Regions from separate parts of the Mus musculus genome. Here all the other regions are linked to region 1. The links are chromatin contacts, called in public Hi-C and promoter capture Hi-C maps. All regions are on one chromosome and are shown on one strand. Each heading gives the region's core, a stretch centred on a gene start, on an enhancer-like site or on the middle of the called end of the contact. The rest is flanking DNA. Distances are from core to core; before and after follow the strand shown.

Region 1 (5,570 bases), core at 2,603-5,102:
CTTCTGCGGGCATCTATACACTCATGCGCATACACACCAGACACTCAAGTATACACAAGTTTTTTGTTGTTTTTGTTTTTAAATATGGGGAAATCTCCAAAGAGCTCCTAACTCCCAGTAAGAAAAGGAGTTAAGGGCTGGAGACAAGGCTCAGTGAAGAGCGACAGGTACTCTTCAGGAAGACCTGGGTTCAATCCCCAGTACCCATATGGTAGCTCATAACTGTCTGTAACCCCAGTTCCAGGGGACCTGATACCCTCACAGAGATACACATGTAGGCAAAATACCAATGCACATAAAATAAACAAATAGTTTTGTTTGTTTTTACAATTTTAAGAAGAAAATAAAACAGAAATAGAGGAAGCCAAGACCTTGACACCAGCAAGGTCAGAGAGCAGATTCCAGGTGTCCAGGGACTATACCCTCCCTATCTGTCTATGCCTTTCCCCCAGCTGAACACAACCCAGCCAGACTGGCTGACTGAAAGGCTCACACCCACTGGCTCAACTGTCTGAGCAGTTTCTTTCCAGATGACCACTTGTTAGGTCTTTGAAAGGAAGAACCATCTAACAGAGAGCCAGGCCCAGGTTCCCTATGGTGTGAGTCCCAGTCCCCTCAAGGCGATGCCCTTTCATCTTTGAAGGGTGATGTGATTTTATAGTAGATCAGGACACAAGGGGCAGATGCAGTGCTACAGGCTGCAAGCTCTTTCCTCATCGCCACATGGCCTCCCCACAGGAGGGGGCACCTAGCAGAGAAACAGACCCCGGAGTTCTCCCTTCTTCAGGGTGACTGGCTAATGTTCTCAAACTACCCTCTCAAAGCAACCAGTTTCAAAACACCAGAGGCAAAGCAGGTAGAAGTGCAGACTGGTCCTACGTAGAATGTAGTGGTTTCTGAGGAAAGTGTGTTCTGACCCTTAAAGGATCTCAGTCCACCGGAAACACACGCACTCAGTGAGATTCTAGTTAGTCTACAGCGGAACAGGCCACACAGTCTGGGGTTGGTCAAATTTCAACTCCAGAAGCTGTCCTTGAACTTCCACACGTGTGCTATGGCATGTGCACCCATACACAAACACACAATGAGCAATGTAATGAAATATTTAAAAAAAAAAAAAAAAAAAAAAGACTTTTAAAGAAATGACCCGGCTGCTCTTGCAGAAAACCTGGGCTCAGTTGTCGGCACCCACAAGGTAGCTCACAACCATGGGGTCTGACGCCCTCTTCTGGTCTCTACAGGCATAGGCATGCATGTGGTAAAACACTCAATACACACCTTCAATCCCAGCACTTGGGAGGCAGAGGCGGGGGTGGGGTGGTTCTGAGTTCAAGGCCAGCCTGGTCTACAGAGTGAGTTCCAGGACAGCCAGGGCTACACAGAGAAACCCTGTGTCGGAAAAAAACAAACAAACAAAAGACTGAACTTTGAAAACTCCAGAGTAAAATGTTGGCACAAAAGGATGAACACCAAGACTCCAGTTCTGGTAATTTGATTAAAACTGGGATCAACAGGCAGAAGAGAATGGCTTGCAGAAAGCTTGCACACACCGTCTTTGCACTGAAGGCTTATAATATAAAACTTCGTTTCTTTCCATACAAACCCTGAGTCAGATAGTCCTCAGACATCTCTAAAGTGTCTCTCACTTTAAAGAAGAGGAGGTGGCCCTGGAGCCCCCCTACCCCCCCCCGCGGCCCCCCCAGCAACTCTGCAGGAAAGCCCTTGCTGCTGAGCCCAGGATGATCAACTCCATCAGTCCATGGACACTCACTGCAGACCCAGTCTCTTCACACCTAGCCTGGCAGTGTGTAAAGAAAAGAACCAGATGGTGCAGACAGCCCAGTGATGGCTCATACCCCTCAGATATCCCCTACGGAAAGGTACAAAAGCAAGGTGCCAAAAGCCTCCTAAGTGGCCACATAACTGGTGTCGGTAAGGGAGATCTCCCTACCTCCTGGCAAAGCTCAGTTTCCTGACGGCCTCAGTCACCTTCTGTATGTCTGCTTACAACTCTGAACACTTGTGACCCAGAGCCTGATGCAGGCTGGGTGCAAGTTTGCTGACTGAACCATCTTTCCGAGTTGGTGCCACCCTTCAGGGCTCTTCAGATCAGACTCTATGGGTCCCCTTCTCCTAAGCGGGGGCTTGCCTGGGCTTTAGGGTCTAGTCTGAGGTGTATACAGTGAGCTAAATGCATCTTCCCAGTGGGTGATGAACCTCCACATCCCAACCAAGCCATATACAAAGGCAAAGTCACCAGGTTGGCTCATACACTCATGGGTCCCCAAGGCCAGGCCACCAGACACGGGGGGGGGGGGGGGGGGGGGTCCTTCTGCTAAGCCACCTAACCACAGCCTACCTCTCCATGCCATCACCAATGAGTTCCTCTCCATCCTCTTCTTCCTCCATGGGCCCCTCTGTGCCCAGCAGCCCCTCAGACTCATCTTCAAATGGGGGGAGGTCTCTGCCAGGGCTGGAGGTCAGGGCGTCAGCACGTCTGGAGCTGCGGCCTGGGCTGGAGGTGAGGGGATCACTGATCCGGCGCCGCTGACGGGCAGGGCTAGATGCTGAGAGAGACTCAGAAGACTCCTGTAGGAGAAAAAGTCTGCCATCAGACACTGGAGGGACACAGGCTGACAGCCTCCTGGTTACCATGGGGCCTTCCCACAGTCTGTCTCCTGTACACTAGGCATTGTTCTCAGGGACATATTAGTCCCTCAGATCTGTCCATGTCTGTCTTATGAAAAACCTCGGGGGCTATGTAGTTTTTTTTAAAAACCTGTTTATAATCTATTTTCACACCCCACTTAGCCCAAACCCCACAATATGCTGGGTGCTGAAACAAGAGGTGAAGATAAAAGAGGCATCAAGGAACACTATTCTAGAAGTGAATGGTGGAAAGAACAGATCTTTAACCTTTAATGAAAACGCTAACAGTAAGAGTAGGGAAGCCGAGCCAGGCAGTGGTGGTGCACGCCTTTAATCCCAGCACTTGGGAGGCAGAGGCAGGTAGATTTCCGAGTTCGAGGCCAGCCTGGTCTACAAAGTGAGTTCCAGGATAGCCAGGGCTATACAGAGAAACCCTGTCTCGAAAAAACCAAAAAAAAAAAAAAAACCAAAAAACCAAAAAACCAAAAAACCAAAAAAAAAAAAAAAAAAAAAAACAAAACAGAGTAGGAAAGCCGGGCCTGATGTCACAGGCATGAAATCCAAAATACCTAGAGGCTGAAGCCTGATGATCGCCAAGTTCAAGGCTAACCCGCACTACAGAGCGAGTTCAACCCCAGCCTGGGTTACTTAGTGGGACCCTTTCTACTTTCTTTCTTTTTGAGGAAGGGTTTCTCTGTGCAGTTTGGCTGCCCTGGAACTCACTCTGTAAAACTCAAAGACCCGCTTGCCTGTAACCCCCTAGTGCTGGGATTAAAGGCATACGCCTCCCCGGCCCAGCTATGAGACTCTCAAGAGAGAAGGGATGCACGCAGCTACGTGGTAGCCGGCTTTCCCTACATGCGCGGGGCTCTGGGTTCCATTTCCTGCAGCCTCACCACCATAAGTGCGTGTAAACCCGGGGCCTAGAGACACATGAGGAGAGCAGAGACGACCCGTCCCAGACTGGTGCAGGTAGCCCCGCACTCAAGCCTGCCACTAGAGGAAGATACCGGCCAAGCTAGCCGAGATCGCTGAATACCGCCCGCCCGGGATCAGCCCATTCCTCACCGCCATGTCTGCGCTAGCTCCACCGCACCAGCTGCCACCGGTTTTCGCGCGAAAACTAGACCACGTGACCCGCCCATGCCCGGGAAGCGCCGGGAGGACTCAGACGTCACTACGTCCTCGTCAATCTAGAGCGGAAGGAGGGCTAGAATGTTTGGGCACGCCCACACCAGAAAGCCCCGCCCCGCTCCCCGCCCACAGCTTTCAAAAGGCTGAGCCCTCGCCTCCTGCACACCTAGGCTTAACCCTTCAGCGTTTACCACGCTAAGGCAAGGAAGCGGGACTTTGGGTCACTAGTGGCTCTGAGGACCAATCCGGCCTTCTAGAGTGTGACCTAGGTATCTAAGTGTCGGTATGGCCACTTGTTGCAACTGAGACTGTTTCCTGATTTCTTTTTTTTTTTTTTTTTTGGTTTTTCGAGGCTGGGGTTTCTCTGTGTAGCCCTAGCTGTCCTGGAACTCACTCTGTAGACCAGGCTGGCCTCGAACTCAGAAATCTGCCTGCCTCAGCCTCCCAAGTGCTGGGATTAAGGGCGTGGGCCACCACTGCCCAGCTTGTTTTCTGATTTCTTCCTGATTTGGCATCAACCTCTCCCAAAGCACTGAGGTTCAATCCTTCAAGCACCCAGGCTGCTGTGGGCTTTTATCAAAGTGGGAATCAATTGTACTTGGCTGCAGTTGGCAAAGGTATGGGGAGGATGTTCCAGGTGAAAAGGGCCTGGTGCGTGATGCAGTACAGCGAAGGCTGGGAGTATATAGGGATTACCACTCCCTTGGTTCAAAGCTTGTAATGCCCAGGAAAGGTGGGAGAGTTCAGACTGCAGATTAGCAGTCTGTCTAGGAGTTGGAGCTCTGTCCTGACATGAGGTCACCTGAGGGATCTGTTAAATCGAGGTGTAGGATGAATCAGTAGCTACCACCTGACGAGGTGGGCAGAGACAGGCTGAGTGCTTCCAGTGAGAGGCCTGCTACTGTTCCTACAGTCTTAGGCATCTGGTTCTCAGCTACTGGGCAGGATGTGACTTCTGCTGTATGCACAGCATCAATAATCCCACACAGAACCTAGTGTAGGGCAGAGAGGAAATCAGGAAGGACGCTCAGAAAGGGGGATCTGCAGGCTTTATAGTACAAGAGATACCCCAAGGTGCTAAAGGGTATCTTAGGGAGATGGGCTAGTATGACCTCTGAGACAGGAATCCACACCCTCTTGTCTGCTGGATGCCACTGTGGTACCCAGAGCTGCTATCGATGCAGGAAGGTACTGCATCTATATGCCAGAGACTCAAAAATAAATAAATAAAAAATAGAAAGCATATTATGCCACCATAATAGGATATGTTCTTTGAAAAGCTGACTGTGTCCACCATAAGCCCCTAGGCCCCTACAAGTTCCAATGATATGACAAGCACCCAATTCTTAAAAAAAAAAAAAACAAAAAACAACTTATCTTCCTCCTTTATAGAATCTCTCATTACTGGTCTGCCATTCCATGCTTACCCATCCTTACTAGCAGGGTGTCATGGACAAGATAAACCAGAGCCACATTCTGTGAAGAGTCCAAGTAGCCTGGGCCTTGCTAGACCTGGTGACAACGGAGAGGGGTAGAGTCACCACAGGCCTGGAAGGACCCTGCAGGTGGGTAATCCCTTTACTGTAATGGGATAGAAAGAGGTGTGGTTTGTAATTTTGAAAGATCAGAACAGCGAGTGAGATTGACATAGGGAGGGTCCCAGTGTCCCAAACATGCTTTAGGTTCCCAAGATGGGCACAGCTGTCCATACCCTGCACTGGTGCAAGCCAGGAACACTACCTGACCGATCCCCATTCATGTGACTTCCTGGATGCCACACTGTCCTG
Region 2 (5,799 bases), core at 392-2,891, 650 kb before region 1:
TATATATACATGTACATGTAGGAGAGGAGAGAGAGAGAGAGGGAGAGAGAGAGAGAGAGAGAGAGAGAGAGAGAGAGAGAGAGAGAGAGAGAGAGAGAGAGAGAGAGAGAGAGAGGGGAGTTTGATTTAAGGGCACAAAAGAGCCAACAGGAGCTGCTAAGCTGCTTCTGTATGCCCAGCTGTAGGGTGGTGGCTCTGTGGCAGGGTTGCAGGGTCTGGGGTAGGATGGGGACTGACTTGAGGATTGGTCTCAAGAGGCTAAGCAGGGGGCAGGATGGGACATAAGTGGCCCCAGGTTGGCACTCCAACTCAGGGAGGTACAGAGAGCAAACGTTGGGTAGGATGGCTGAGGACCCAAGGCAGAGGCAAGATTCTCTGGCTGATCATGCACGGGTCCACATGCCCCGCACTGACCACTGCACATACTGCCTCACAGGAGAGAGAGATGGCTCCAACAGGCTCTTGGAGAGTGAGGACCATGGCGTTGCATCCACAGACCATGGCTCCAGGGAGTGTTGCCCACTTGTTCATTATTTTCTGGGTAGGTGTCACTCCTCCCAGATGGACGCTTTGTGCTGAGCAAGTGGATGCTGCTGCCTCACAAGAAGATTCAGCAGGTCTGCAGCCCCAGCCACAGACCCTGTCCCATATTCCCGCAGGACAGTGACATGCTGGGCCCTCCCTCACTGTGAGTGTGGAGTGAACAAGGTAGGAGCATGGCTGGGGCTGTGAGAGGGACCAACACCCCGCCCCTCCCCCAGTATAATGCAGGACAGGTTCTAGTATATAAGGCAGGGCAGGGACAGCGGAACTGTCCCTCCTCAGTGAAAAGCAGGATGGTCCCAGGGAGAGGGACTGCTGTCCAGTGTGAAGCAGGATGCTCCCCATGCATACATAGGCAAGGTGACAAAGCACATGAAGACAGCACTCTATGGAAAGGGTGTGGACTCTGGACTCATTCAGACTGGGTGCAGAGTCCCCAGGCCTCACACTATCAGATGACCCTGTGAGGCTCTCCTCCTCTATTCCTGAGCCTCAGCTGTGTGTGTCCCTGGGTTGAAACTGGGATGGTGACCACCAAGCCCTACCTGGAACAGAGCCTGAGACAACCCAGCTATGCCATCAACCTTAATACCTCAGACCTTATGGCTGGCAGGTGGCTTGCAAGGGGCCCAGTGCCTGCATACTCAAGGGTGCCTGCCTGAGGGGGTTCCCTTGACCTTCACCAGACTCTGTCACCTGGCCTTTTGGGGACTCAGGAAGGAAGGGATGGAGGGAAGGACATCTTACAGGCTATCATGAGTTTGTGAGTGAGAGTATGTGCCACACCCACAGCAGGCTTGTCACATGTGATACAGGGCCCTATTGCCCTAGCAGCTCCAACTTCCTCGGTCCTCCCTGTGCTGGCTACTTGTCCTTAACTGGAGGAGCAGATGGCCATGGAGGAGGACCGTCCCTGCTGAGAGCACTGGGGCTGTAGGGAGGATCTGGAGTGCTGGGGTGCCCTGGGGATCCACTTGGAGGTTTCCTTTCCAGGCTGGGCTTATGCAGCAGCTGCCTGCTGAGGCTGGGTGGGCCCTGCCCTTAACCAGCAGCCTCAGCACGGCTACCCATGTGGGTGCCCCTACTGGCTTTCCCAGCACCTTCCGGCCACCGGGAGATGCTTGTCTGCTTTATCAGTGGTCCCCATGACTCTGACAACTGTCTCTCTTATCGGTGGCCCACTGCCTGTCCACGCCACAGGCTCATGCTGTGGCCTCTGATCTGTGTTGTCTTTGGAGCTCTGCAGAGTCTATGATGAAGCCTCTCCCCATCTCACAGAGGCAAGCAAACCACCTGCATCCCAGAGAGGAGACCTAGCCCACAACTGCAGGTGATCTCTGACGTGGCTGACGCCAGGCCTAGAGAAGGCTCTATCCCCTCAGGGTTGCTGGGATAGTGATAGGCAGGGCCAGACAGCATACTGACGATTCTTTCCCTCTGGGCAAGTACCAAGAACTGGGAGATGCAACGATTACTGGCTATCGCCCAGTCATCTTCACTCACATCTGATTAGAGAGGCATTGCTCCATCTTTCTCTGCCTTTGCACAGTTTTGCCCAGCACCCACCCACACCACCTGCCTCCAGTGGCGCCACCCTGCACCTGCGAGGAGCTGCCTGAGGCTCTCCCCTGTGTGTCTAGCTCAGGCCTCTTCCCAGCCCCAAATCTGAAGCAGCCTAGTCATCAGGGCACTCTCCTCTGCTGAGGCTGTCCCTGGATCCCCACTACCCAGCTCCAGAGTCTGCTCACATCACTTCTACTCCTGCTTCTGTCCCAAGCCCAGCTCCACTCATCTCTGCATTTCCTGGTCCACAGGGAGGGTGACGACCTTCAATTTCTCATCTCTCTGCCTTCACCATCAAGTGTTGGGATTTCAGGTGCTCACAACCTGGGTAATAAAACATGTAGATACAGGATGCAAGCAAAGGGCCTCAGCTGTCACTGGCAGCCACCCTGATGGGTACCATGCTGAGAATGGATCTCTACATCTGTGTAGGACAGACCAAGATGCAGGGGCAGCTTATGTCCCCACTGGAAGGAACAAGTGGGATGAGTCCCCATATACAGCTGTGTTCTTTACTGGCTCCTGAGGCCTGAGTGTCTTCTTGGCCATACTGGGGGTTGGGTGGGGTGGCAGGGTGCACTGTCCCGAAGATAGGGTTTCTTCACAGGTTTGGTCCATCATGGGTAGTGGTGGAGATGCTGTTGCTGGTGACAATGGTGTTGGTGACAATGATGTGAATTTACTGATGGCCGTGACAGTGATGAAATTAGTGCTGGAAGTTTATGATGGGGGTCAGTGGTGATGGGGAACAGATAGTTTTGTGTGGGTAATGGATTTAAGGGTGGAGTAGGATTAGAAATCTGGTCTCTGTAACCTGCTCTAAGCTCAACTCATGAGACCTTCGAGAAACTGGTTTCCAGAGACTTTTCCTGGGTCTCTGGGAAGCCTGTCCCCTCCTGCTTTTCTCGACCCCTAGCTGGGGTCCCTCTGGTTCTGTAAGGGTCTTGCCTACAGGATGCAAAATGCAGAGGGAAGGAGTTGGGACGAGAGCCAGAAGACCCCGTGGGCCTGGCTGGAGAGGCTGCCACTTCTTCCTCCCACCTGGTCATCCAGGTCCTGATGGAAGAGCTGGAATTGTGGGCTCAGGGTAAGACAAGTGCAGAGCCCAGCCTATGAGGGACAAGAGAGACAGAAAGAGGCAGATGTAAAGGGCAGAGGCCTGAAGCTGGAGAGTGAGCAACGCATAAGTCTCCTCCTGGGGCCCAAAGAGCCTTCTGGAGCCCTGCTGTGGAAAAAGGTTTCTGGCTACCTCCATCCCTGCCTCCATGAGACTTAGGGAACCCTATGGCTCAGGGGAGGGTGGGGACTGATGGGAACCACATAGAGAAAGAAATCCCCACCCTACCACTGTCCCTTGCAGCTGTGTACCTCAGGGCCAAACAAAGCCTGGGCCCAGAAGTGGTCATGCGGGATGTGTGCCCACAGGGCATCCCTAGAAGGGTCACCAGGCACCAGTAGTCTTTATCAGGGGCCCCAGCTGTGGCCGCAGGAAGTCACTGTTTTGCTGCTGCTCTCTCCTCTAGGCCCACGATAACGTCAGGGGCTCAGTGTATTGAGCAACACCTAAGCCTGCGCTGAGGGACCTCTGACCTACAGGTTTACCAGCTGGACCTCAGCATGCAGGCTGAGGTGGAAGAAAGGGTACAGGCCATGGTGGAAAGGTCCAGTCTGCTTTCCCAACGTCTAGTGAGTACAGGACAGGTAGGTCTGTGTCCTCATGCTGGGTCATAACAAAGGGACCCCAATCAGTGTCCAAAGATGCATCTTTGGTGCCCTACACAATTCTGTCCCTATATCCAAGTTCCACTACCCGTGGTGAATTCCCAAACCTTCCACTCACCCCCTTCCCACTGTCATTCTGAACTGCTTCCCCTCCCACAGCAAGAAACAACACTATCCTGGGGCCAGCCACCCCACAGGGACCCTTTGCCCAGGTCTCTGACTGGTACAAGAAGGGTCCCTTGGAATCCACCCCTGCTGCTGTTCTTCAGGTTTCCTCAGGTCTCCACTCGAGTCTCCCTGTCAGCTTCGCCCCAGTACCACCACCCACCTACTCCCAGGAGGCAAGTCTGTTGCTGGTTGAGGTGAGCAAATTCATGGCTAACTCTGCTCTCAGTGGTGTGGTGATTGCTCTGGTGGGGGCTCCTGGAGGGATGGGATTTGGGGAGCCCTTAACTCACTTTCCTCTAGTGATCTATTGGCTCTCCTTTTAGGAGCTGCACCTCTGGCCCCTCAACAGCATGCCCCTCCTCCCCCAGGCAAACTCCTGTTCTCGCTTCAAGATCTTGTTCATGGAGCCTCTGTGGTCTCTTGGCAGCAGGGTCATAGATGACCCTCAAGAAAGGGACCAGCTAGAACTGGGAGTCCATGAGTGGTGCTCAGGAAAGCGGCAATATGGAGGTTGTCCAGGTCAGGAAGCCTGGGCTGGGAGCACCCTCGAGCTGGAGGGAGTTCTACCCAGCTCAGGGCCCTGGGCTTGGGACTTCTGGTAGGCCCCCTATTGCTAGTCTTGCCAGGTCCTAGAGAAGATGCTCATTCACCTTTGTGCTCTGTGCACTGTGGGTCACCACCCTGCATCCCTGCATCCCCCAGACCCCACTCTCCTTTATTCTGCTTCTGTGCAGATGTCACACATGCAGTAGACAGACAAACCCTGAGCACATGGTGTCCAGACACTGGCCCTGTCCAGAGGCTCTGTCCACGCATGAACCCAGGTGCACATGTGCCTGGCTGGGAGGACAGAGACTGCCCCTTCTGCCCCAGGCCCCCAGGGCTTCCCATTTACCAGCCGTTATCTATCAAAAATATATTAACCCCGAGCCTGTTTCCATCAGAGTCTCGATTCCAGGGACGGTTCCAGATAAGCCTTATCTCTGTGCTGGTGCATTAGCCCCATGCTCCAGGGCCTGCCAATCATGTTGCCCCCACCCAGCCTGTGTTGTGACACTGGCTGTGTGACTTCATATTGTGTGGGCAGGCCAGCTAGTAGTAGGCTAGAGGGTGCTTCTTTTCCAAAGACAGACCCCAGGCACTATGGCAAGGAGTTGGGGATTGTCTAGGGCTCTAACCCTTGGCACAGATCCCAAGCAAGTTCCTGTGGGCTATTGCCGCAATGAGCCTGGCCCTTTGGAGTCGTGTGTTCCCTAAAATACTGGGGCTGGGGACTGTGTGAGGGGTGGGGGGTCCTGGAGCTGAGGGTCCCGCCTATAGCCAGTCCTGATCAGCAGTGCACACTGCTTCCCTCCCACTGCTGCCTTGGCTGGGCTGCCCCTTTATCCCATCTTTAACTCACTAACGTGTATTCAGGTCCATCCATAGCATGTCTGTGAGAGGCCGCTTTTGCGGCCCAGTTGTGTCCTGAGGCCACACTGGGCAGGCCTGCCTTATACACATTCTCAGAGTCCTATAAGCTTTCAGGGGTTACATGCTGAGCAGCCCCTTCCAGTGCTCAACCCTGGATTCTTCTGTGTTTCCTCTTAGGAAAGTAGTCTTCAGGAGAGATGCTGGGATATGGACATGGAGACACGTACAGGTCTTGGAGAAAATGGCTCAACTGGAGCTAGGCTAGGGCTGGGGCTGGCTGCAATACCTCTGTGTACATATCTGTTGGCTTTCTTCCAGGCTGCAGAATCTAACAGCAGCTCCATGTTCAGCAGAGGCCCATGTCCTCAGGTCTACCCAATAGAGCAGGGC
Region 3 (5,715 bases), core at 1,516-4,015, 600 kb after region 1:
TTTGGAGTTGATGGCTTCAAATTTACATGCTTTCTGTCATGCCTTAAGAAAACGCTAAGAAAAGAAAAAGAAAAAAGAAAGAAAGAAAAGAAATACCTGACCAACCACTGTGGCTATGGAGACCAAAGAGGAGATAATCTGAAATAAATCTCCAAGAGAGATTGCTGGGAAATGGCTGGAGCATAGTTATGGCCTCCAGAGGCATTATTCAGGGCTAGATGCATTTCGCAAGTTATACCCATATCAACAACACACAGACAGCAGGTAGTAGAGTGGGGATTTCCAGAGCTGGTTCTTTGCATCTGTGATAGAACAACTCAGGCAGCTATCCAAAGCAGACTCCCAGGCGCCTTCTATTAGACAACCCTCAAGTATCCTTATCAGCAGAGAATTCCTTAGAACAAGGTCCAGCAAGTTCCTATATATTGGTAACCAGTCACAGCTAGAATCTCAGCTTAGGTATATTGTCTTTATGCCCTTATGTCCATATGCCCAAATGATTCCAAGACTTGCCCAATCTTCCCTGGGGGTCCAACATCAAAATCTAGCACTCTAATGGGCATATGGACCTCCATCTGCCCAGAGACCTCTATCAGGTGTGGCCTCTTAAGACCCTGGTCAACAAAGAGCTGCTGAGAGCCAAGGAAAGCAGGTTTCTGGTGGGCTGCAGCCAGCTGGCTTCCTCACCTTCATGGTAGTCACTGCCTGGCTATGCTGTAGCCTGACACTAGGGGAGAGGAGCAGAGAGGCCAGTCTTCCTGTTGCAAGTATCATATCAAGAGGTAGACTATAATCTTCCAGCCTTGTCAGCTTCAGCCCAAGCTAGAGTTGCATTCGTGCAGCATGCAGAACCCCAGGTGCCACACAGCATTCTGGGACTGAGTTAGCTACTCTGTTCTTCTGGATTGCTCCTGGTAAAATTTAGACTTACTGTGCCTTCATCCAGCCTTAATAGCTTGTTACTGCCCTCCCCTAAAAACAAACAAAACAGAGAAAAGGCTAGGAATAAGCCTGTCTTTCCATCATGAGAATGGGATGGTGAGCAGAACTTCAGAGGATAGTGAGCTGACAGCAAAAGGCCTGTGCAAGGCATGGTGGCACATACCTGAAATCCTACCACTAGCACTCAAGAGTTAGCACAAGTACTTAAAAGTTCAGGTCCAGATTCAGTGATCCTCTCTTCCTATGAATAAGTGCTTAAGAGAAGCTGGCATCTTCCAGTGCAGCGAGATGCCAGAGAACATGGAAGCTGCTGAGAGGTGTGTTAAGGCTGATGACACCACACTGAGGTCAAGCCAATTTACTACACAAACATCTTAGAAATATCTACTCCCACCTCACCATGCTCTCACAGGCCTGGAAGAGAGGCAGCGGGCATGCAGATAAAAGCCATATGGGCCATTGCTCACCCCAGGCCTGCTTTAGACAGTGCTACAAGGCCTGATGCAGGAGGGGGTCAAGAAGGAGACATGAAGGACCAAGACAGCTAGATAGATGATGATCCCTGCTGAGGAAAGGTCCCTGGTAATGAGGTCTGCTGGCTTTCAGGAAGACTTGCTGCACAGAGCACTAAGTAATGGTGGCCAATCCGGTTGGATTCTGTGGGCAGAAGAGTTCATCTTCTTAACTAGTGAAATGTGAAGGCTACCATGTTGCCATGGTGATCTGCATTAGAGAACACTGGGCCCCACACTGACAGACTCCCTTTATAAGGCCTTCACTTACTTTCTCTTTACAAATACATTTTAATACAGAGTCAAAATCAGTTCAGGTAATAAACATAATGAAAGGCAGAAAGGAAGGTTGCCTATCTCCCTGGGGAGCAGCCACCTCTGGGAGCCTGACTCTGACTCTCTGAGTTTAGTGGTACACCTTGAGCACATACTTATGGAACAAGGCATCTAGGAAGGGCTTAAGTGGCTTTGTGTAGGGTGAATCCAACATAGTCAAGTCAAAGCACCTGTTTAAGGAGGGAAAAGAGCCTTTTGCAAACAATTGCAACACAGTGAGAAATGCTACTTCTATCTGTCAGCTGCCAAGGCACGGGCATAGAGAGAAGGACTTCCAGTCCAGCAGCATAGGAGAGTTGTCTAAAGCAGGCAGATATCTGGAGGCATGTCTTGATGCTACTCTTTGCTTTACAGGTCACCTTAGACACTCTTCCTACCAAGACTACCAGGGCACCCTGTCCTTAAAAAGAAAAAGCTCTGTGAAGAGCTGGACTGGATACACAGGACACAAACCCTGGCCTTTCTGCCTTGTCCTCAGGTATATTCTACTGCTCATAAGTGTCATGTAACATGATCTGGACAGACTCCTCTCTAATGGGAAGTAGGAAAGAAGGTGTAGAGGAAGATCAGGGAAGACAGCAAAAGAGGCAGCACAGCACAGCACACAGCACAGCACAGCACACAGCACAGCACAGCACAGCACAGCACAGCACAGCACAGCACAGCACAGCACAGCACAGCACAGCACAGCACAGGCCAATGAGAGACGGAAGAGGCAAGCTGAATCAGCAAATGAGGAGATAAAGGAAAGGCCAGATGCAGGCAGATCTCACAGGGCCTTGAATGCCATGAGAGTCGTGAAAGCTGCAGCAGGTTCAGGTCCAACAGAGGGAGGGTGAAAGTGAGGTCATAAGAGTCTAAGCAGGAGGGACAGACCCGTGCTGGGGGCCCGCAGGCACAGGCCAGGTCTTCACCAGAGCAGGCACTTGCAGGCTCAGCCTTCTGTGAAAGACAGCACAGATGTGGGGCACTGAAATGCACAGTCAGCTGGCGGGGAGAGGAAGCCAGGGGCTTTTTTAGGTAACTATCAATGCCCTAGAAGTGGCTTTACGACATCTGCCAGAAAAGCTTTTCATTTGGAAAAAAAATGTAAAAAGGCAAGAGGAAAATCTATCTGGCAAAACCCCAACATACTTGATTGTAAAGAGAAAACAACCCAACTCCCCTCTTGCATAAGGCTCTGCTGCCTTCTGGCTTTCAGGCATCAGCACAGACAGGCAACAACATTTTGCAAGGCTGCTGGGATCCAGATCACATGTTGCCATCTACTAAAAGTGAAAGGAGGTTGTATAGGCTGCAGAAGCCTCCTCATCCTTACAAGTTCCCAGCTGTGGATCCTCTAGGACTGAAGGAAAAGTCCATTGTGCTCCATCCACATTAGGTGAAGCTACTCCCAGGATAAAGTGCAACAACAGTCAATTCTTGAACCAGGGAAGTTCAAGAATCCTGGCCCACTCAGAACTTACAGAGCCTAAATCTCTGAGAACTAGCTCCTTTAGAAGGCCCTCAGCTTTCCCTCGGTGACAGTGGGTGCTGGCCAATTGAGGCCACTGATCATCACACCCCATCAGATCATAACAATGGCAACATGATCACTCTTTCAACTGGCTGTTAACATAGCCAACAAGAAAGCACTAAGCTTCCATGTAAGCTCCCTGTAATTCCCCTGAAAGAATCTTTCTCAAGCATCCAACTGGTAGTTGCTGCTAATGCCAGAAATTGTTAAAACAGTGTTCCTGCTCATAGGCCTCTAGTGTGTCCTCATGCAGGGGTAGAGCACAAGAGTATCCCAACAGCCTTGCTGTAGGTGTGGGACAGGGTAGAGATGGGAAGGAGAGCATGGGCAGAATGCTGAGGGCAGGGAGGTGTTTGATGTTGATAGACATTCATTTCTGGACAGGGGAAGGGGAAATGCTGTCTGAATAGTCATTCCTGAACTGTTGATTGCTCTGCACATGCTAAGGAGTTCCTCGTACCTCCAACAAAGGTATGTCTTCTCCTAGAGAAAGCAGGGATGAGGCCAGCAGAGGCACAGCCACATACCTTGACTTCCAAGTTATAAAAAGTTAGATTTGGCCACAAAAATGAAAGATATCCATCACATAGTCTTTTAGTGGGAAACTATGGCAATCACAAGAGAACCAGGACTAATGAGGCCACAGGAGCAGCAAGGGGCTACCTCCAACCTTAGAAGCACATCCCTCTGCTCTACACCCTCCTTACCTACACGGTCTCTCACCACATTTCAGAGCTCTTAGAAAAAGGCTCTTCAATGAATAAGTGCAAGATCAAATAAAGCTATAAATTAGCCTGCTTGGTGTTATGTCACCAGCAAAGTTATTTGCAACAAACATGGTTCCAAACAGTCCCTTTGTGGAATCTGCCCCACAAAGACTGGGTTGGAATTGGACTCCTGTACAATTGGACTCTTCCAACTGGGTGGGAAGTAACTAGAATCTAGAACTCATAGTTTCCCCAAAGTTCCTCAAGCCACAGTGAGTGGCCTTCAAGTCACTAATGCAATTTACTCTGGCAACAAACTCCTATGGTCAACCTAAATCAGCTCTATGCCTTTACAAGCTGGTGTATGCTGTGTTGAGGGACAGAGCAGTCCATTGTGGATCCAGGTTCAATCCATACAGTGACAGGCTGTCCAGATGCTCAGAGTAGGCTCAGGCCTATGAGTCATATGTGACAAGTTGTACTCTCTAGTGAAAAAGAGACTGCTTCTGTTCAGAGACAAGGCTGATGCTCTTCTCTGAGGGTATTTGTGATGACCCCTAGAGCAGGTGAGCACAGCACAAGGTGGCCACACCTAGCAGGTACTAAACTCTAAGAAGTTCACTGAAGGAAGGCAACCACTCATATTCAGTGTCCACTCATGTCTTTAAAATTTATTTATTTATTTATTTATTTATTTATTTATTTATTTAGTTAGTTAGTTAGTTAGTTAGTTAGTTTTTCAAGACAGGGTTTCTCTGTGTAGCCCTGGCTGTCCTGGAACTCACCTTGTAGACCAGGCTGGCCTCGAACTCAGAAATCCACCTGCCTCTGCCTCCCAAGTGCTGGGATTAAAGGCGTGTGCTACCACCCCCAGCTTAAAATTTATTTTTATTTATGTGTCAGCATGTTTGTATGAGTGTATGCTCTATGTACAGACACCTGCAGAGGCCAGAAGAAGACATAGGATCCCATGGACCTGAAGTTACAGGTGACTGTGAATCACTGATATGGGTGCTGGGAACCTAATTTGGGTCCTCTAGAAGTACAGTACATGCTCTAATGACTAAGACAACTCGTAGCCCTGACTCGTGTCTTCTTAAATCACCAAGTAACTTGGGAATGTGTACACACAGGGACAGGCATGTAACTTACTGACATTCAATTTGAATCTTCTCAGTCACAATACAATTGAATATTAATAACAATTCAGTATGGTCAATGAGGTAGGGAGAGCATCCTCTCTAGAAAATGAGAAGCCAGGACTCAGAGGAGAAGCATGGCATGGCCAAGGCCATGCAGCCAATGAAAGGCAGACTGGAGTTCTGGACCCAAAATATTCAAAATGGTCGACAACATTTTAAGATTTGTTTACTAATGGAGTTTTCATGTAAAATATCTGAACTAATTTGTTCTATGTCTGTATAATTCCAAAACACCATATTAGACTCCAAAAAACAATACAGACCTACGAACTTCCATTTTTTGCTAACTCAATCAGCTCTATAATACATAAACACAGAATTATGGTAGGTTACAGGATAGCCAGGCACTCCTCCCAGCAAGTGACAAAGCCAGAGACACGTTCAAAGATGCATGTAAGACACCAGAGGTGTCAATCAGTAGGGAGATGAAGGAATCATCCTTTAGAGAAGAGAGCAATAGGAAAGTTACGTTTGGGTCAGAAGCCCAAACACCAATGTAC
Region 4 (5,681 bases), core at 2,811-5,310, 810 kb before region 1:
CGCAGGAGCTCAGGGCATGAACCTGGAGGCAGGAACTGAAGCAGAGGCCATTGAGGAATGCTGTTCATTGGCTTGCTCTCCATAGCTTGCTCAGCTCACTCTCTTACGTAGCCCAGGACCACCTTCTCAGGGGTGGCCCTGCTCATAGTGAGCTGGGCTCTCCATTGTCAATCATTAATATGAAAATATTCTCTGGGGACTAGCTTTCATACTATTAGAAGTTGCTGTGCAAGCTTCCAACAGAGGGAAACAATCAATAGCCCCTATCAGCTGTGATGTCTAGGAACCATAACAGTGGCCAGCATGTGTCACATCCAGTGTGACTCTAGGGATGGGCTTGACTAGGACAGTGAGGGAATGAAGAAAATATAAATTGTTGGGCAGACACATGGACTCACAGGAAAGCAGGCGGGGATTTCTGTTGAAGAAACGACAGCGTCATGGAAATTCAGCGCACTTATTATAGAGAGTTGAACTGAGAGGTGGGATTTTTACATACAGCTGAATTAGGAGGTAGGGCTATTATATATAGATAAGGAAGCAGAAGCAGGGTTTATGTTACACAGCTGGATCAAGGAGATAGGTTTAGCTGATCTTGGTAGAAACAGTCTCTGTAGGGGAGCAATCTTCAGGCTATATGTATCCAGGGGGAGAAAGCTATCATGGACATTTTCTGCACACAATGGTAACACTAGCACTCGGTTGCCTGAGGGAGGCTTTACCATCTGTCTGGATCTGAGGCTATGGGGTCCTTAACATGTTCATGCCCAGGTTGACCGCACAAATTCACTCGTGACTTCATTTACCCGCCGTCCTCCATCCCCCAACCAAAGCAAGACACAATAATCCTCATGGTGCAATCGTGGTACTTCTATCTTGGCAGTAACCAACAACTGCTTAACTGGCTCAACCAACAGGAGGGAAGTCATGCCTAGTGATGGGAAACTACCCAACATACATGCCAACAGACCAATCTGATGAGAACGATGCATCAACCGAGGCTCCCTTTTCCCCATGTAACTTGAGTTTGTGTCAAATTGACAAAAAACTAACCAGCACACAACCTCCATCTTGGCACTGTTGGTAGGTGATGGAACTGTGCTAGCTGGGCATTCTTAAAGCCATGGAGAAGATACCTTCAAAGGCGATACTGGAGCCCCAGACCCTCCTCTTCTCTCTTCTTTCCTGGCTATAAAACGTGATCAGTTCTGCTGTATCATAATGGGTTGTCACAAAGCCAAAGCAAAAGGATTAGGAACCAATCATGGACTGGAACCTATGAAATCTTATTTATTTATTTATTTATTTATTTATTTATTTACATCCACGTTGGGATGGAATTCAGGCCTTGTATATATGAGACAAATGTTAGCTCACTGAGCTACTTCTTGCGCATTCTCTTAGGCCTGCCTATTCAGATTCTTCTGGTTGTTTTTCTACTGTATAGTCAATTACTTTCTTATTATTCTGTATTTTTCTAGTGTTTTGGGTGTAAGCCTTCTGCTTGATGTGTTCCGTTCTTTTCTTCCACTCTGGGGCTTGCTTTCCCCAGTGGTGCTTATGTGAGTGTGCTCTGAGGCTTGAACCCTCAGCCTTATGTATGTGAAGCACCTGCTTCAGTAGGGAGCCACGCCCCTAATCTCCTTCAGCATGCTAGGCAAGCGCTGTTCTCAATCTTTCTTCACACCTCCCTTTGTGCATGTGTGTATACATGTGTGCGGATAGAAAACAGAGAACAATTTTAGGTGTCATTCCTCGGGAGCTGTCTACGTTGTTTTCAAGACAGGATCTCTCACCGGCCTGACGTTCTCCAAGCAGGCTAGGCTGGAGAGCAAACTCCCCGTGTCTACCTCCCCAGTGCTGGGATTGCAAGGCTGCATCACTGTCCTTGGCTTTTTTTTTTTTTCCATGAGTTCTGGGGATCAAACTCAGATTTTCGTGCTTAAGTGGCAAGAATTTTACTGGCTGAGCTATCTCCCTAGTTACCCTCTTAACACTCTCAATAATGACTTTGTTATTTTTAAACATCTATTTATTTTATGTGTCTGAGTGTTCTGCCTGCATAAGTGTCCATGCACCACATCCTTGAAGTGTGAGTGGAGTACAGAAGGCAGTTTTAGATCCACTGGAACCAGACTTAGTGTTGTGAGAAGCCATGCAGGTCCTGGGAATTGAACCCTGGTCCTCTACTAGAGTATCCAAGAGAGGACTTAACTGCTAAGCCTCCTTTCCAGTCACCTAACTCTATAATTTTTAATTTTGGAAGAGTTGAAGAAAAATTGTCTCTGATGTTGGAGTGTTATTTTAAATGGCTACTATATTGCCCCTGCTATCCTCTGCAGAGCTTTGCCCTGGTGAATGTGTTAATAGTGTGGTCAGACTTTCTATTGTTGTTGTTACATTAAGGCAAAGTATTTTATGTTCTTTATTCTTTATTCTTTCCTTAGCCTCCTAAATACTGAAGCATTACAGGCATGTACCACTACTACAACCAGATAGCATTAAAAAAAGATTTATTTTTAAATTTATATTTATGTGTGTGTATGTGAGAGAGAAAGAGATACAGAGAGACAGATAAAGACAGAGACAGAGAGGAACAGAAGGAAGAACATCTGTGTATGGATGTTTGTGGAGGTTAGAGGGCATCAGATCCTTGCCTGACAGGCAGTTGTGAGCCTGGGAACCGGAAGAATTCAAGTCCTTTGAGAGAGCAGCAAATCCTCCTAACCACTAAGCTGTCTCTGCATACATAATGTATGTACTCGCGTGCAAACAGTAAGTAGTTTTGTTTTCTGGGCCATATAGTCTGGTTTGCAACTACACTACTGTTACTGTTGTACTGTGAAAGCAATCATAAGCTACGGACAAATGAACGTAGCTATGTTCCAATAAAACTTTATAGACACAGATAGATTGTTGGCCTGCAGGTGCTAATTTCCTGACTTCTGCTTTGTAGGGAGGAGCATGGCCAGCCCTCCATTCTCTCTTCTCATTGGCTGGTATCAATGTTTGAATATTTCCATCTCCTCCCAAAATTTACCTTCGAATTACATCCTTCAAGCAACAACATTGGGACGCATTCTCATTTGGGGAGTGGAGACTGTACACAACCATTGTGCAGGGGGCTTGGAGATTTTATAGGGTTGAAAAAAGGGAACTTTAGGGGAGCAAAGTTTTATCTGTAGATTTTTTCATATATATATATATACATATATACATACATATATATATGTATATATGTATATATATATATATATATATATATATATATATATATGGTTTCAAGGCCCAAAAAATGCCATTGGATGTTTTCGTCACTAAGCTGGCTTTCTTGTCAGGTGTATCAGTACACTGACTACAGTTTCTCTGCTCACTTGAAGTTCATTGTTTTTGGTCATTAATTCTTCAGTGTGACTTTGGGAGATGATAGCACTAGAGGAATCCATCTGCAAGATGCCTTTGTAAAAGGGCTTGCCTCAGAGAGACCCTTTCCTGCCTTTCTGTCATATGACGATATGCAATGCCTTCCTTAGAAGGCATGCAATGTCAAAGTGCCACCTTGGTAGTAAATAGCAGCCCTCACCAGACAGCTAGTCCTGCCAGTGACTTCGCCTTGGACTCCTACAACTGTGATAAATGTCAACAGGTATCTGAGGTTAATATCATCAACCTTGGTTAGTTGCTTAAGGTTTCTGCCATCACTCACATTAATGGTTGAACTAAATATTAGAGGAGAGACTTGAGTTTCTGGAAATTTCCCATTTTCCTTTAAACTTTTGCCCACTTAGCATTCGTATCACTATAGAGAAGGCAAAGTTAGTTCCTTAGACTAAGCTATAGTATACTGTTTTTGAGCTGAGAGGCCAGAGTTATTTTGCATAAGCATGAAGGAAACAGACAGGATATAAGGAAATCAGGGGTGAATACGGCTATTAAGCGCCCCAAGAAGTACGCCTGCACTTTAAGATTTTCAATCAGGCGCCCCACGATCGCCCGGTTGCCCTGGAGACGGGGTCCTTTCTGACCGGGCCCAGCCATCTTGTGGTGCTGTTGGCCAATCAGCGGTTGCGCCGTGGCGGGGGGGCGGGGCGCGTGTCGGTGGCGCTCAGCTCGCGGTCATGGAGTCGCCGGTCGCCTTGCTGTTGCTGCTGCTGCTATGTCTCGGGGCCTTGGCCCCGACGCCCGGCAGCGCCTCCTCGGAGGCTCCGCCGCTGGTCAACGAGGACGTGAAGCGCACGGTGGACCTGAGCAGCCACCTAGCCAAGGTGACGGCTGAGGTGGTCCTGGTACACCCGGGCGGCGGCTCCACATCACGAGCCAGCTCTTTCGTTCTGGCCCTGGAGCCAGAACTGGAGTCGCGGCTTGCGCACCTAGGCGTGCAGGTGAGCGGAGGGAGGAGCCGGCGAACCTCACGCGGGATGCCTGAGGCGATCGGGGATCCCTGGGGAGGGGCGGGGAGGTTGAGGGCGTTAGGGATCCTCCAGGTGTCTGGTTGTCTGAAAGGCAGGTGTTGGAGGGGGACAGCGGAGAGGTTGGGGTCCGCCGTCTCTCTTGTCCGCGTGTCCTCTCGGACACGTCAGCACAAGCTTCCGAGCGTGGGGCACCGCCCACGTGGCTGCTCTGGAGCCCAAGGCGACCCCTTGGTCCCCTGGCGACCTCCTTCCGCACCCCAAGAGGATCTTGGCTGTGGCCGGGTGCGGTACTTCGGGTACCCAGCTTCTTTTCTGTCCCCTGGACTTGCTCGTCTAGTGGAGGACTATCAGTGAGTTAAGACAATTTATTTCCTGAATGCAATTGACTGGTGTAGTCTGTTCTCTCCAGACAGCAGCGTTCAGAAATACAGCAGGTTTCTGGTATTAAAGTTTGTCATTCCTCGCACCCGGTTAATGTAACACTCCTCTGAAAGCTGCTGCTTAACGCTTTCTTAATGTTCAGACTAATTGAAGAGTCAGCCCCTTATGCTGTACAGAAAGGTGAAGCCCAGGTCTGTTCCTCCCCACCGTCTCTCATTGGAACACTTCAGCATTTAGCCTTCTGTACTTTTCATTGAATACACTTTTATACCTTTCAAGGAAAGAAATCGCTGGCTTTGGGAATAGAGGGAATATCCACACAGGTTAATTTTTATTACTGTTCTCATTAACTATATTCATTAAGTGATTACCCAATTTACTAGGAGACTAAGCACACCACATTCTTTTTAACTGTATGGAGCTATAAAGCTGGACTTATAATAGTCACTGAAGTGACTCCTGTCCCCTTTACATTGAAGCCTTGTTCATGCTCAGCATGGCTTTCCTCAAATATTTCTGGAAAGACATTCATGACTTCATTGGATGCTCAGTCCTGTTTTGTGAAAATCAGTCATGACTTAATGAAGTCATAGTATAATCAGATCACAGCAGAGGCTTACCACCCTGCTGCTGTCCTGGTGGGAATTGCATACAAGTTGGGTCCCTCTACATGGCTCAGAGCATCCAAGTTCAATTCCACAGCCATCGGTAACTCCAGTTTCAGGGTGCACAGACCCACTTGCAAGCAAAACACCCATGTACATTAAAAGAAAAATTAGGAAAAGAAAAGGCTGTGGCAGGTATTTTAAGAACATTCCCCACCCTATAGCAACCTTTTGAGGCATAGGAATTCTTACATGACTGTGGAAGTATCTGGCTTTGGAGCTT

The links. Promoter capture Hi-C pulls out the DNA fragments that hold promoters and counts their contacts. Hi-C and Micro-C count contacts between places; a contact is called where the count stands out from the background.
Region 2: a Hi-C map of the G1E-ER4 cell line shows a contact between it and region 1, with 2.2 times the contacts expected there. The contact joins the enhancer-like site here to the promoter of Mcm2 in region 1. A contact is called at or near these places in 2 of 39 promoter capture datasets (liver and pre-B cells) and 1 of 484 Hi-C or Micro-C datasets (the G1E-ER4 cell line).
Region 3: a promoter capture Hi-C map of hippocampal neurons shows a contact between it and region 1, with 4 times the contacts expected there. The contact joins the enhancer-like site here to the promoter of Mcm2 in region 1. A contact is called at or near these places in 3 of 39 promoter capture datasets (cranial neural crest, hippocampal neurons and liver), 3 of 115 datasets of contacts at active chromatin or transcription factors (bone marrow-derived macrophages, embryonic forebrain and large pre-B cells) and 1 of 9 other capture datasets (liver).
Region 4: a contact with region 1 is called in a promoter capture Hi-C map of embryonic stem cells, with 2.3 times the contacts expected there. The contact joins the promoter of Rpn1 here to the promoter of Mcm2 in region 1. A contact is called at or near these places in 19 of 39 promoter capture datasets (the 3T3-L1 cell line, 3T3-L1-derived adipocytes, the C10 cell line and 12 more), 2 of 484 Hi-C or Micro-C datasets (B cells and CD4 T cells), 10 of 115 datasets of contacts at active chromatin or transcription factors (the 230-238 cell line, the SCID.adh cell line, T-cell acute lymphoblastic leukemia and 6 more) and 2 of 9 other capture datasets (adipose tissue and liver).

Annotation. Positions count from the first base shown.
Region 1 is chr6:88,894,928-88,900,497 of GRCm38.p6, forward strand. Mcm2 (minichromosome maintenance complex component 2) reads right to left here and starts at 3,853. Exons shown (of 16, transcript NM_008564.2): 1 at 3,718-3,853; 2 at 2,360-2,589. The coding sequence starts at 3,723.
Region 2 is chr6:88,250,625-88,256,423 of GRCm38.p6, forward strand. No RefSeq gene overlaps it. Among named protein-coding and RNA genes, the nearest start is that of Dnajb8, 31 kb to the left of the region's middle. Within about 2 kb of position 1,642, at least 15 of the 459 cell types and tissues checked have an H3K27ac peak or open chromatin away from gene starts, as enhancers often do. A contact at or near this core is called in the G1E-ER4 cell line, where this site is marked.
Region 3 is chr6:89,496,451-89,502,165 of GRCm38.p6, forward strand. The region is part of intron 4 of Chchd6 (coiled-coil-helix-coiled-coil-helix domain containing 6); the gene reads right to left. Among named protein-coding and RNA genes, the nearest start is that of Gm46966, 46 kb to the left of the region's middle. Within about 2 kb of position 2,766, at least 41 of the 459 cell types and tissues checked have an H3K27ac peak or open chromatin away from gene starts, as enhancers often do. A contact at or near this core is called in hippocampal neurons, where this site is marked.
Region 4 is chr6:88,080,413-88,086,093 of GRCm38.p6, forward strand. Rpn1 (ribophorin I) reads left to right here and starts at 4,061. Exons shown (of 10, transcript NM_133933.4): 1 at 4,061-4,382. The coding sequence starts at 4,119.